Regions from separate parts of the Mus musculus genome. Here region 1 is linked to region 2. The links are chromatin contacts, called in public Hi-C maps. All regions are on one chromosome and are shown on one strand. Each heading gives the region's core, a stretch centred on a gene start, on an enhancer-like site or on the middle of the called end of the contact. The rest is flanking DNA. Distances are from core to core; before and after follow the strand shown. Region 1 overlaps Gm29536 (predicted gene 29536). Region 2 overlaps Gm38631 (a long non-coding RNA gene).

The links. A called contact is a pair of places that touch in the nucleus more often than the background predicts.
Region 1: a contact with region 2 is called in a Hi-C map of trophoblast stem cells, with 2.0 times the contacts expected there. The contact joins two enhancer-like sites. A contact is called at or near these places in 13 of 484 Hi-C or Micro-C datasets (cortical neurons, differentiating embryonic stem cells, embryonic fibroblasts and 6 more) and 1 of 9 other capture datasets (embryonic stem cells).

What each region holds. Positions count from the first base shown.
Region 1 is chr1:79,194,907-79,201,408 of GRCm38.p6, reverse strand. The region is part of intron 1 of Gm29536 (predicted gene 29536); the gene reads left to right. Among named protein-coding and RNA genes, the nearest start is that of Gm29536, 26 kb to the left of the region's middle. Within about 2 kb of position 3,493, at least 14 of the 459 cell types and tissues checked have an H3K27ac peak or open chromatin away from gene starts, as enhancers often do. A contact at or near this core is called in trophoblast stem cells, where this site is marked.
Region 2 is chr1:78,725,868-78,732,466 of GRCm38.p6, reverse strand. All of the region lies in intron 2 of Gm38631 (a long non-coding RNA gene), which reads right to left. It overlaps Gm33693 (a long non-coding RNA gene), which reads left to right. Exons shown (of 5, transcript XR_865566.2): 2 at 573-726; 3 at 1,638-1,796; 4 at 5,499-5,546; 5 at 5,664-5,808. Among named protein-coding and RNA genes, the nearest start is that of Gm38631, 9.2 kb to the right of the region's middle. Within about 2 kb of position 2,131, at least 2 of the 459 cell types and tissues checked have an H3K27ac peak or open chromatin away from gene starts, as enhancers often do. A contact at or near this core is called in trophoblast stem cells, where this site is marked.

The DNA of each region.
Region 1 (6,502 bases), core at 2,244-4,743, 470 kb before region 2:
TAACTCAGTAAATACCATGTAGGTATTGGCTAGTATTAATTTTCAACAATAGAAATATGTAAGGATCTAACTTGATTCTAATTGTGAAGCGAATATTCCTCTTTCAACCAGCCAGTAAGAAGTTACTGTGGAGTCTGCCTGAAACAAGACTGTCAGATTTAACACCTTCCAGCCCCATTTTTATATGTCAGTCTATAAACACACATTTTTTATCACAATGGGTGGTTGACGCCAGTTCAGATGCCATTCCTTGTGTCAAAGAGAGATGTAAAGCTGTCCCTAGCATTTACTCATGCTGATAGTTATCACTAAATAACTAAATGGAATATACCTGTGCCTTCAGTTCTTCAATCCCTTCTCATCTCCTTCCATCTTTCCATCTGGCTGGAAGTCTGCTCCCTATACCTATCTTGGACCCTTACCACCATGCAAAGATGCAAATCTGAGTCATTTAGTCTGGAGTAGCAGACCAACAGCTCAGCTACATACATATCCCCCAAAACAATATAGAAAGGAAGAACTCAGAGTCCTAAGGTCAAGAATTCTGAGTTTCAACATTTCCACAACATCACTGTAGCTTATAGAAATGCCTTTATGCAAAGCAGTTGGCTGGGTATATTGGCATACATATGGTTGGTAAGAGGAACGCATTTATGAATACCTGCATGTAAATCCATACTAACAAATATATCTCCTAGAGCAGTCTAAGGTCTTTGGAATCTGAAAATAAGTCTACTGGTAAGATATTCATAGTACTACATAGGAAATGTATTTACCATATAATTGACATATAAAACCAATACAGAAAATAATCTGACTGGATCCAAATAACTAAAGTATAGCAGGATGTCATCAATTTTGTAAGTTATTTTTAATGACTTTAAAATCTCAGTAAATAATAATGCTTTGTGTATGCAATTAAGCGATAAACAGGATGAGAAAGACTGTCTATTTTCCACCCAGAGGCTGTTGGTTATCTCGGTAGTTTAGCCTGAGGACTGAGAGTGTGCAGTTCAGAACTGCAGTGCTTGGGTTTGATCCTGGTGTGCTATCTATTAACAGAAGTCAAGGCTGATGGTGTTCCACTCAGTCTCTTCCATTCTTCTGGATCATCCATTGTGCATCTCCTCCAACTTCTGGATACTTTTCTTTACTTAGTAGCTATTAAAGCCTCTTTTCAGATCGAGTAGAAAACTGAAGGAAAACATGTGCAATTTCATCTCCTAAGAGTGTCATGGCCTGACTGAAACAGGCGGTGAAGGTCTGTGTCACAGCACAAAAATCACACACAAGATGCAGTTTATGGCTTCCTCCCTTTTCTGCTTCACATGCACGCGCGCGCGCGTGCACACACACACACACACACACACACACACACACACACACAGAACCATTCACTCTGGCATCTCTTATTAATGCATCCCTTGATGAACAAATGTTGTTGCTGGAGGCCATCTTCTGAGAAATCAGGCCTAAAAACACTTCTAAGTGATGTTGGATTAAAACAACAAACAAATAAACAAACAATAAAAACAGGTGTTGGAAGTACAGGCTTTTAATCCCCAACATTTGGGAGGCAGAGGCAGGTAGATCTCTGAGTTTCAGGCCAGTCTAGTCTACATAAAAATCTCCAGGATACCCAGTGCTACACAGAGAATCCTGTCTTGGAAAATCTAAATAAATAAATAAATAAATAAATAAATAAATAAATAAATACTTAAAAATAAACTCCAAAACTGCTATGTAAAATTAGTTTTCCTCACTTGCAAATTCAAAGAGTTTTTTTAAAATAAGGAATTATATGAGATAATTTTTAAAAAAGCAAAGAGCCCACTGCATATCAAATGTTTAGCTTGCCCAAAATATTTATTAATGTGGGAAAGTACATAAAGGTTATTGAGCTTAATATGAGTCATGAATTTATGCTTTTCAAAATGTTTATTATTCCAAAAGTTTTGACCTTTTCTGACAACAAATGGTTGTGTAACCTTGACAACATTTCTATGTAAATACACTTAATCTCTACCTTTCAAGGTAAAGATGACATTTCAATAATAAGTGAAAAACTCACGCCACCAAAATATCATTGTGGAAATGACTGCTTAGAACAACGTTGTTATGTCAAGAGTAATATAAAGTAGTTCTCAGAGAAACCCACATTCGAGTGTTTACGACCTTGGAGTGTAACTCTCTGTTGAAGAGTTTCTGTGACTTATTAATTCACTTTTAAAGACTTAAAACAAGACTGGGGATGTAGTTAAGTTGGTAGCTCTAGGTGCTAGCCCCAGTATCAAATAGAACGAGACATGGTGGTACACCCTGTAATCCTAACATTTGGAAGATGGAAGCCAAGGTCATCCTCTGCCAAATAGCAAGTTCTCAGCCAGCCTCCCTCTCTACCTCCCTCATTCATTCATATATATATATATATATATATATATATATATATATATACATATATATATATATACACACATATATGTGTATGTGTGTGTACATATATATATATATATACATATATATATATATTAGAGAGAGTCATCAAAGTACAATTTCTTGTGATTAGTTCTCAAGAAAAACTAATTGATGTGTGAAAGGAAGAAATTTACTCCCACATTATTGAAAGCAAAATTATTTTATAAAATAAAATATTTAAAATGTGCAACATTGCCAGGCATTGGTGGCACATGCCTTTAATCCCAGCACTCGGGAGGCAGTGGCAGGCAGATTTCTGAGTTCAGGGCCAGCCTGGTCTACAGAGTGAGTTTCAGGACAGCCAGGGCTACACAGAGAAACCCTGTCTCAAAAAAAAAAAAAAAAAAAAAAAAAAACAGAAAAAAAAAAGATTTTAAAATGTGCAACATTTATCTAGTTCTTGTTTGTCAGACTTCACCCATTATTTAATTATACAATTTTAGCATTGCTACATAAAATATATTTTAAGTAATTTAAATAGCAGGATTATGGATAAAGACAGATAAACCATTAAAATTTTCTTCTTATAAGAACATGTGATCAAAAGTTTCATGAACCAGTTCACTCTTAAAGATTCTCAAGATCTGAATCCATCAATAGAGAAACAGTTTCAGTCTAGATCACCAAAGAAGAATTCGTTACATGTTTATTATAGGAAACTCACTCTATCTGTAATATTTAAATTAAGTTTAACATAATAGAGCAAGAAGTACACCATGGTAACAGTAATCAGAATATTTCCAGATAAACTATATTAACTTTGTTCGAAGCAGACTGTGGGCTTAGATTTTTCTAAACGTTCTTTATGTAGGCTGCTCAAACACCTCAACCTTCCTTCTAATCCAGCGACAAGAGGTTGGGGAGAAAGAAAGTTAATAGGAAATGGGGATTGAGGACCTGTTTAATAGTAGTTTTTTTGAGGCAATTCCACTCTTTGTTGTCAAGATACCAGTAGTAGAGTTTAGTAGCAAACACCAAACACAGGTCAGTAACAGTGGCATGATCCAGCACAACCACCTCCCTCCGCCCCAAGGCTTCACAGAGTCAGCATGAGTCAGCAGAAGTGGCTAGAGTCAGTTGGAACACCACAGAAGGTCTTTTGTGTGTTTTTCTCTCCAAAATGAAGACCAGCAAAGAAGCAAGGTCAGAAAACGATTGCACAGCGTTGCAATGCAAGAGCAACCTGTCACTCTTTATGGGGTTCCATTTATATACTCTTTCCAAACATCACATGCTCCCCAGTGTCTGCTCCAACAAAACATCACATGTATTCTCACATGTCTGCTTCAACAAAACATCACATGTACTCTCACATGTCTGCTTCAGCAAAACATCACATGTACTCTCACATGTCTGCTCCAACAAAACATCACATGTACTCTCACATGTCTGCTCCAACAAAACATTACATGTACTCTCACATGTCTGCTTCAGCAAAACATCCCTTCATAAGACAGTTTCCAGAAAAACGTCATGCGGCACAACTGGCTTTCCAAATAAACTAGAAATTTCCACTTCAGCAAACTTCAGAACAAGGGAAATCATTCAGAGTAGGAAGGGATCTATAAGACCATACCCCTCCTGAAGAATTGTATGCAGTTAATTGTTGCTGGGGAAAGAATGTTATATTCCTAGTGCTATTGCCTCAGGTACAGTGCCTTTGCTCAAGAAAAGAATTCTCACCCATGGTCAGATGAGCAATAAAAGGACATGGAAGTAGGAGGGAAATTGTTGCCAAAAAACAAGCGTCAGTGGGGTGGAAGAGCTAGAAAAGGACAATGGGAATGTGCTAAAACACGTTATGAATATGTATAAAGTTGAGAGAGAAGAATAAAACAAGCACATTTTTAAAAAGAGCAAGAGAGGCACTTTGCTAGAGTAGAACATTTTAGGTAAGCAAAGGAGAAGCTAGAAGGATCTGTGTGGCAATGTGGTAGAGACGCAAGCGTGGGCTTATGTTTGTCATACTACAGATACAAATGGCAATATGGAGAAGCGTCTTTAATACGTATACATGGCCCGGTTCCTGTTGACACTTCTTTGTCATCTGAGACTCCATGTGAGCAACAGCACCCCTATAGTAGTCAATAGTGATGCGACCTCACTGTTCCATTAGTTATGTGTTCATTGTGGGTATGTACTATGTCTGCAAATTTTTATAACTCTAAAACTTTTATAAATAAAAACATGTGAAAATAAATAGCTTCTTCTTAAAATAATGAATAAAGTAAATAAAAATATATTTGAAAATGAAACAGCATGTTTTAGTTAGCTTATAAGTAAGAAAATACGGTGAAAATTAAAACATTTTTTTCTGTTAATAATTAAGGTATCTACATAGCCAACCTTGTAGGATATACAGCTTTGTACTGAAAGAAAATTTTACTTCATATACATACATATATATATATATATATATTATTAATAGGCAAAAAAGGCTGAGACTTAACGAAGGGTTGAAGTATCTACCTCCAAAGAAAGAAAAGAATATTGAGTGAAATGGGGGAAAATGACTAGTACCAATGGAAGACCTTACTAAGTAGAATATTAGTGTCAGAGGAATCAGTAGGGGCAAGGTTTGCAAATGTTTAGCCCGTCTAATGGAGAGCAAAGAGACAAAAGGCTAAACGACCAGTTTTTAGAAATGGCAGAGCAGACATGGCATTAGAAAGAAAACAGGATGATACCAGATACTTGACAGTAACAGCTAAAGGTTAGACACAGGAAAATATCTGGAAAAGTACAGCTACAGAGTCAAAGCAGGAAAAAAGAGAAACATCTGTGCCACCCTGTCTCTACTCACAAACTGTCTTCTATGACAACCTCCCCACAACAAATGCCTGCAACAGATGGATTCTCTAAGTTTCTACCAAATATTAATGGAGAGGAAAAAACCCTCAAACATATCCAAAGGACAGAAGAGAGAGAGAGAAGAGAGAAAGAGAGAGAGAGAGAGAGAGAGTATTTTTAAGTTCATGAGGTAGTAATTCCAAACTGTCAACAGACTTTAGTAGGAAATAAGATATTAAAGATAAAATTTTAAGATGAATATATTTTTTAAATTCTCAAAATAATAAATTCTCAATAAAATCCAGTGATTCATAAAATCACCCACAAATGGATTAATTACAATATTTTAAAACACTATGATCCATTTTACTAGACTAAAATAAAATGTGGGGAAAGAAGATACTCATTTCATCACATGCAATAAGGCATCTGGAAAATGAAACAGAGCTAAAATAGGAGTTTCAAAAACTTATAAAATGAGAGAGTAACTATTTTTAGTCCAATAAAGAAAAGTCTGGATTTTAAAATATTCTATTAAAAATGTTCATGTATAATGGTAAAACATCGAGAGAGTTTCCATTGAAAATGGAAAAAAAGTTATAACTATTATCAATTCCTTTGGCCATTTTTTCTGATGTTCTTACCAGTATAAAACCAAACCAAACCAAACAAACAAAAATGAGAAAAAGAAACAAAGACAGGACGTAGGAACAACTGACCTTTCACTTACATCCCACTACTCAATAAAGTGAAGCAAATGTTCTGTTGAAATGCGAGCAAGTGTGGGGAGGTGGTGGCATATACCAATAGTCATAGTGTTGGAAGGCAGAGGCAGGGGGATCTCGGTGAGTTCAAGGCCAGCCTGAGCTACAGAACTAATTCCAGAACAGCCAGGGCTACACAGAGAAGCCCTGTTCCAAAAACAAACAAACAAACAAACAAACAAACAAACAAACAGGAGAAAGAAAGAGATGAATAAGTTGTAGTCTAACCATTTGAATGGAAAGTTCACAGCCAGAAAATACCAATAGATCATACTTGCTACCATTTACACAACTGTTCCCCTGGAGGCCCATGTGTTAATGACTTGGTTCCTAGCATAATGGTGCTTTTAGAATCAATGGCATCTACGGTGGATACATGGGGGTGGGGATAGGAGAATGTCATTAAGTCAGACACTGCCCTGGAGGAGGGTTACAGAACAGTGGTCTCTTCCCCTTTTTCTCCATCTTTGCTT
Region 2 (6,599 bases), core at 882-3,381:
TGTGTTTACAGTAAGGCTTTGCTTTTACATTCTAATTTCTGCTCTGCGACATTTGTCACAGTTCCAGTTTGAGTACTACAGTCTTCAGCAGTTAAGGGGAGGCGTCATGTCTAAGAGAGAAAGCTGAACTATAAAGACCTGTCTGGGAAGGAGAAGGGCGGGGCGGGGAAGATTATCCATACAGGGCCTGATAGCAGAGACCCCAAGCTCCTGGGATCAGGAGACCCAGCTTCCAGTGCTGCTTTCCCTCAGCTGCAAAGAGACTTCACTTTAAGTGCTTAAGTGCTTCATCACCCAGTACCTCGTCTCCTTATGCGTCACGTGGCAATTAGGTACAAAATGCTGGTGTGTTTCCCAGCATCCATATGACATAAATATCATGTATAACTCCAGTTCTAGGGGATCCAGCACCCTCTTCTGGCCTCCTTGGACATCAAGCACACATATGGTATATATATACATACACATATACATACATACATATAAGCAAACACCCATACATATAAATAAAAATAAATCTTTTCCTTAAAGAAGCAAGTGACTGATATACCTAACTTGGGTGAATCTCACAGATATACGATGCAATGAAAGAAATTAAGCATCGCAGAGCACACCCTGCATGATTTCATTTACATGGAGACTGGAAAGAAAGCAATTGTGAAGGAGGTCAGAAGGAAAGGATTTCCTGAAGGATCTCGGCCCAGAGGGTCATGCTGGGAGTCTTCGGTAAGAGTCACATGACAACTATGTAAAATATGCACCTAAGTTAAAGTGGTCACATGTAGAGTTCAGGGATAGGTACTTTAATGCAAAAGTAGTCATACAGTAGTTAAGTCCAAAGGAACAAGTGAATTCCAAGAGAGAAGCAGAGATGGGTCGGGTGGCCTTAACATTTAAGGATGGCAAGCTAAGTGACAGGAAAGGAGCAAAGGATCCAGAGACGAGGAGGTAATGGATATAGGAAGGTGTGTGGGGCCGAGGGAGTGGCAAGGAAAGATGGAGAGGGTGATGCACACTCATAAGTAGAAATGACATATATGAAAATGTGTGTGTGTGTGTGTTGTGTGTGTGCGCACACGCACGCGTTAGTTTGTATAGAAATTTGGTGAAAGGGTTATTTCCTTTTCCTATTGCTATAACAGAATACCCACTACTAGGTTTTCTAGCGAGCCCATGAGAGCAGCTCAATGGACAATTAGCAAAGTACAAGGTCTCAAGCGACCTAAGGAAGGAAGGGCTTGCTTCAAGCTGCCACCCTCAGTAGCAAGGCAGAGGAGACAGCAGGAACTTGAAGCAGGCGGTCACGTTGAATCTAGTCTGGCTACATAGGGAGAGGAATGAATGTCAGTGCGCAGTTTTCTCAGAGTTCTGTACTCCAGAACCCACTGCCCGAGGGATGGGCCTGCCCACAGTAAAGACAATTCTTCCCACCCCGATTAATCCAACCAGGTGAAACTGGATCCTGTTGATCTGACAACACTCCCTATGAGAGTAAACGCCTACAGGTGACTATTCTCATACTTTGAATGTGTTTGTATACTTCTTTCCCTCCATTTTGATTATAAATGTCCTAAGCACAGAAACTTGGTCGTCTCAGGTTGATCTTTTTCAAACTGTCTACACCTGCTTCTTCCCAGCAACTTCACACACTTGATGCTCTTGAAGGACAGAATACAGCACGTGTGTCCTGGGGTTCACATTGAGATCAGCTCCCTCTGTGAGGAAGGACTTTGATACCAGTCCACTTGTCCCAAAATGCATCGTCTGGAGTCTCAGGCGCTCTGTCTGTGAGTGAGGTAAAAATAAATTGCTTAAAATTCAAGAAGACATTTCAGAGAAACAGAGACTAGATGAACACAGCCCCCGTGGCAATAAAGCAGACATCGAAGGATCCAGACAGAGTTCTGAAGGAGGAAGACAGGGTTGCCTTGCCCTCGGGTCTCATTAGATGAAATAACACAGGGAGGTGACATCTTTAAAGATGTTTAGAAGTTGCCTGCACGATCGTGAAATTGCTAGTGGCAGTATTAGGTTTTCAAAATACGCAGAGGGAGCCCATGAGAGCAGCTCAATTGGCAATTAGGACAGCAGAGGGTCAGAAGCAGCTTCCTGCTCTTCCAGCAATGAGTCACAAGCTGCTAATTAAGAAATCAGTGACCTGTCAAAGGCTTGATATAACCTAATGGTCTATAGCCCTTGGTGGTGATGACTAAGAATATTGCCAGGTTTGGGATTTAATCTTTAACTTGACTTCCTGGGGTGATGAGAGGATGAACAGAAAAGTGGTCGCTTTGTTCATTGATGGATCCTAGATGCAGGGAAACATGTAATACCATAAAGCAAGGGGGATTAAGAATTTTAGCCTTCTGTGTTCTGCTTCGGTCCACACCACACCAACAGCCACATTTGAGTTAGCAGGCTTCCCGTACAGATGGGTTTCTTAGTAAGGCATGCTAGAACCCACACTGATCAGAGCCGATGATATCAGCCCTCACACCCTCCCTATGAAAAGATCATGTCAAAAGCTCATAAAGGAGACTGCAGATGTGGCTCAGTTGATTAAAGTGACTACCAAAAATAACTGAGGGCCTGAGTCCAGGTCCCCAACGCTCATGTGAAAGCTAGGTGTGGTGGTTCGAAACTGAGCCCTACGCTGGGAAGTGGAGACAGGAGGATTCCCAGAACCACTAAACAGTCAATGTGCTCTGGGCTCAGTGACTCTGGTAGTTTAAATGACAGCATGCAGCAGGCTTTAAATGACAGCACTGTGCAGGCCTGAAGAAGTGCTGACACAAGTCCACTAAGGTTGTCATTGGTTTATTATCTTCTGAGATGTCTGTGATAGGTGATCTTGATTGGGTCTAGGGTCAACTGAGAGATGTGCCTTAGGAGGGATCTGCCAGTGACTTTCCAGGAAGAAGTAACTGAGGGAAGATGCTCCCCCCACCCCCAGAGCAGGCGGTACCTTCACAAAGGGCCACCTGCCCCGCTGCTGGTGAGTTTGGCTCTCCTGGTGTGCTGCCACCACCCTTCACTGCCATCCCAAAGATCATGTTCAGACTTTGAATATGGATTGGAGACCAGCAGCTTGGTGCCAGATTGGGAATGCTGAAGCATTCGACTTTGTATCTGACCAGCTACCAGGTTCTGAGCCTCTCCTGCATGCAGACAGCCATTAACAAACTACCCAACCCCTGTGGGTAAGACAAGTTAACAAATACCCCGTATAATACACATTCATTGTTATCTGTGTGTGACTCTAGAACAGAAGTTCTCAACCTGGGGTCACAACCCTTTTGGGATCCAATGACCTTTTCACAAGAGTCACACATCAGATACTGCACATTCTATGCTTGCATTGCAGAGCATAACTGTTATGGGGTAGCAAGTAAATAAATAATCTTATGGTTGGGGTCACAACAACACATAGAACTATACTAAAGGGTCACAGCATTAATAAGGTTGAGGGCCACATCCTGAAAATTCCCAATACATTGTCTTATAACCGCTCTATTTCTTTACAAAGCTTGAACCATTTCCAGTCATTGCTCCATCCATGGAGAGAAAGTATGAATGTGTCGGTTGTGTCTCCATGTTTAAGACTCTTTGGAGGAAGCCAGTTATAAGCTGGCAGGGGGCCATTAAGGTCCCACAGAGGAGACATTCTCCAAATATCACACTTCATTGTCGGATTATGACTCTAAAGCTAGCCAAGACCTCCAATACAAGGTCCTCCACTGGTCTTGATTTCTCTACTGATAGTGGAGAAGGCTCCTCTGGACTAGTGCTGGGATGTTGCCATAAAAGATAGGGCTGCTGGCATAGGGTAGCGAGTCTCTTGGCATCTCGTGGAGTAATAATTTCCATGAAATTCAATAAGAAAGGATGGAGTAGCCACCATCATTCATTAAGAAAATGTTGGTTTTCCCCATGCCTGGAGAGCAGTCACCCCGCCTTGCTAATTGGCACTACTGTGGTGCTTAATCTCAATTATAATTAGATAAGATCTGGAACCACCAAGTTTCCAGGCCTGTGAGCATGCCTGTGCTGGGATTATCTTGATTAGGTGGACTGAAGTGGGAAGGCTCATCCACCATGGATAGCACCTTTCTGTGGATGCATAAGGAGAAACTGAGCTAAGCACAGACATTCATGAGTCTCTGCTTCTTGGTTGTAGCTACAGTATAGGCAGCTACATTGAGCTTCCGCTGCTGTGACATCATCATGTTGAACCAGTGCCTCCCACTGTGAGCCAACATAGAGCCTTTCTCACTTAAGTTGCTTCTGTCAGAGTAGTTGTTATCATAACAGGAAAATAAAGTAAGATAAACACTCTAGCAAGGACAGTGTAAATGATGGACATTTCTGCAATGTCAGCAGAGACCAACATGAAGCCACTGTCATGTCCATGTGAATGACAAACACGGATTAGTATACATAAAATCTTTCCATAAGCAAAGCCACGCCTTTTGACTCTGACCTCAGCACCAGAGTGCCAGGGCATTGTGGACCACACAAATAATGTCTGATGACAGTGCCCATTGCCAAACCAAAGCAGAATACTAAAAAGAATAAGGAACGGATCACTGTGTGCACAAGAGAAGTCTCAAAATGTTAAAAAAAAATCATGTTCTCACTTATGTATCTTCTTGGATCTTAACATCTTCATTTACATAAAAAATATTTTTTTAAAGTAAACAAACACTAGGGAGATAATTCAGTTGGTAGGGTGCCTTCCTTGTGGGAGGAAAAGAACTGTGTTCCATTCCTAGCATCGAGAGAGAGAGAGAGAGAGAGAGAGAGAGAGAGAGAGCTTACTAGACACGATGGCATGGCTTGTGCCTGTAATCTCAGCACTGTGGAGGCAAAGAAAGGTGGGTCCCTGGGGCTCACCAGCTGTCCTAGTCTACTTGGAAAGAGCCAAGACAATGACAGATTTTATCTCAAGATATGGATGGTTCCTGAGGAACAACACCTACAGCTGTTCTCTGGCCTCCACATGCATACACACACACACACACACACACACCAATTAAATGCATAACTGAGCACAATAGGTCACATCTGCAATCCCTACCCTCAGAAGCCCAAAGCAAGAGAACTGCAGTAAATTTGAGTCCAGCTGTAGAGGAAGGCCCTGTCTGAGAAACACAAATGGAGACACCCTATTCAAAAATCAGCAGGCGTCTTCCTTATCTTAGCTCGGAAACGCCTTCATTTCTATTAAAATGTGTGGAATCATTTCTGTCAATATGCTATCCAGGGCTAGTCAGATTCGTGGGGGAAATCTCACCAGTGGTATGTGTGCTGGGCTTATCAGACATGGGCTGACCCGGAAGCTAAGGGCTGGAGGAAGGGATCATCTCACTGCATAAGCATCTCTGATGATGGTGACAGACAAGAAGCTTCGGAGACCCTGGGAACAAGCCATTCTCGGGCTCAGAGTCACGGGTTCTGCATCTGAGGCTCTATCTGTTGTTTGATGTTTCTCCTTACAGCACTTACCAGGAAGCTGATGTAGCACAGAGCCAAGCAGAGAAAGAAAGGTGGGTAGCCAGACCTTCTGCTTACCCAAGGGTCTCCCTGTCCCGCTGCCTCACAGCACCCCCTGAGAAAGCCTTATCAGTTTCTCAAACAGCCTCTGAACCTCTTCCCTCCCAAAGATGAATACATTAGATCCCTTCCAGCCATGGAGTTGGTTGTTGTTGTCGAGATCCTTATACACACAGCGTGAGTTTGTCCTCTGGAAATAACTGGGAAGTATCCAGGAAAAGAATTACTGCAAATAAACACTACAGTGAATGCTCCCTGAAACCTGATGCTAGGTCTGTGGAGTAGCTGTTTTTAAAAAAAAATCACAATCGTGTGTGTGTATGTGTGTCTGCGTGTGTGTGTGTGTGTGTGTGTGTGTGTGTGTGTGTGTGTGTAAGAGAAGCTGAGGTTTTTTTTTTTAATCAAATTTAACCGAGGCAATAAATTAATTTTATATTCCAGTGGTAGAAAAATAATCTGGTCTCTCATCTGGAAGCCAGGAGAAATACAAGTTTCTCATTTCTCATCTTGGGAAGATGCCAGGGGCCAGTAGGTGGGAGAGGTGAGGGGGGCAAGGGAGAAGTTTTTCTTTTCTAATCTTGTTTTCTTTTTTTTTTTTTTAAGTTGTATAACACGTATTGTCCTGCTTAAAACTCCCTAAAAAATAAAAAAAAAAAAAAATAGCTTAGTCTCCGGCTCCAACCCTCCATCTGCTGTAAGGCAAAAGTCATGGAAACTGCACCTAGGCCAAAGGAAATGATAAAAACGGTTTCCGTGATGCCAAAAAGGGACATTGGTCTCCACACAGAGGCATCTGTCAAATGCCAGCTCGTTTCCCGGCTGATTCTCCCCAACTCTCGCTATTTCCCATCAATATTGTACCAACCTTCAAAGCCCAGCTCAGCAGTGCCACTAGCACCTAGTGGATGGAAGGAGGCCAGGCAGGAAGCTGGTATGCCTTTTGTCCCCTGAACAGCAAACAATCCCAAGCATGGGCTGCAAAAAGGCTAAGAAAGCCTGACTGAGTGCTAGTCTGGCTGGGTGCTGGCCTGGCTGGGTGTTGGCCT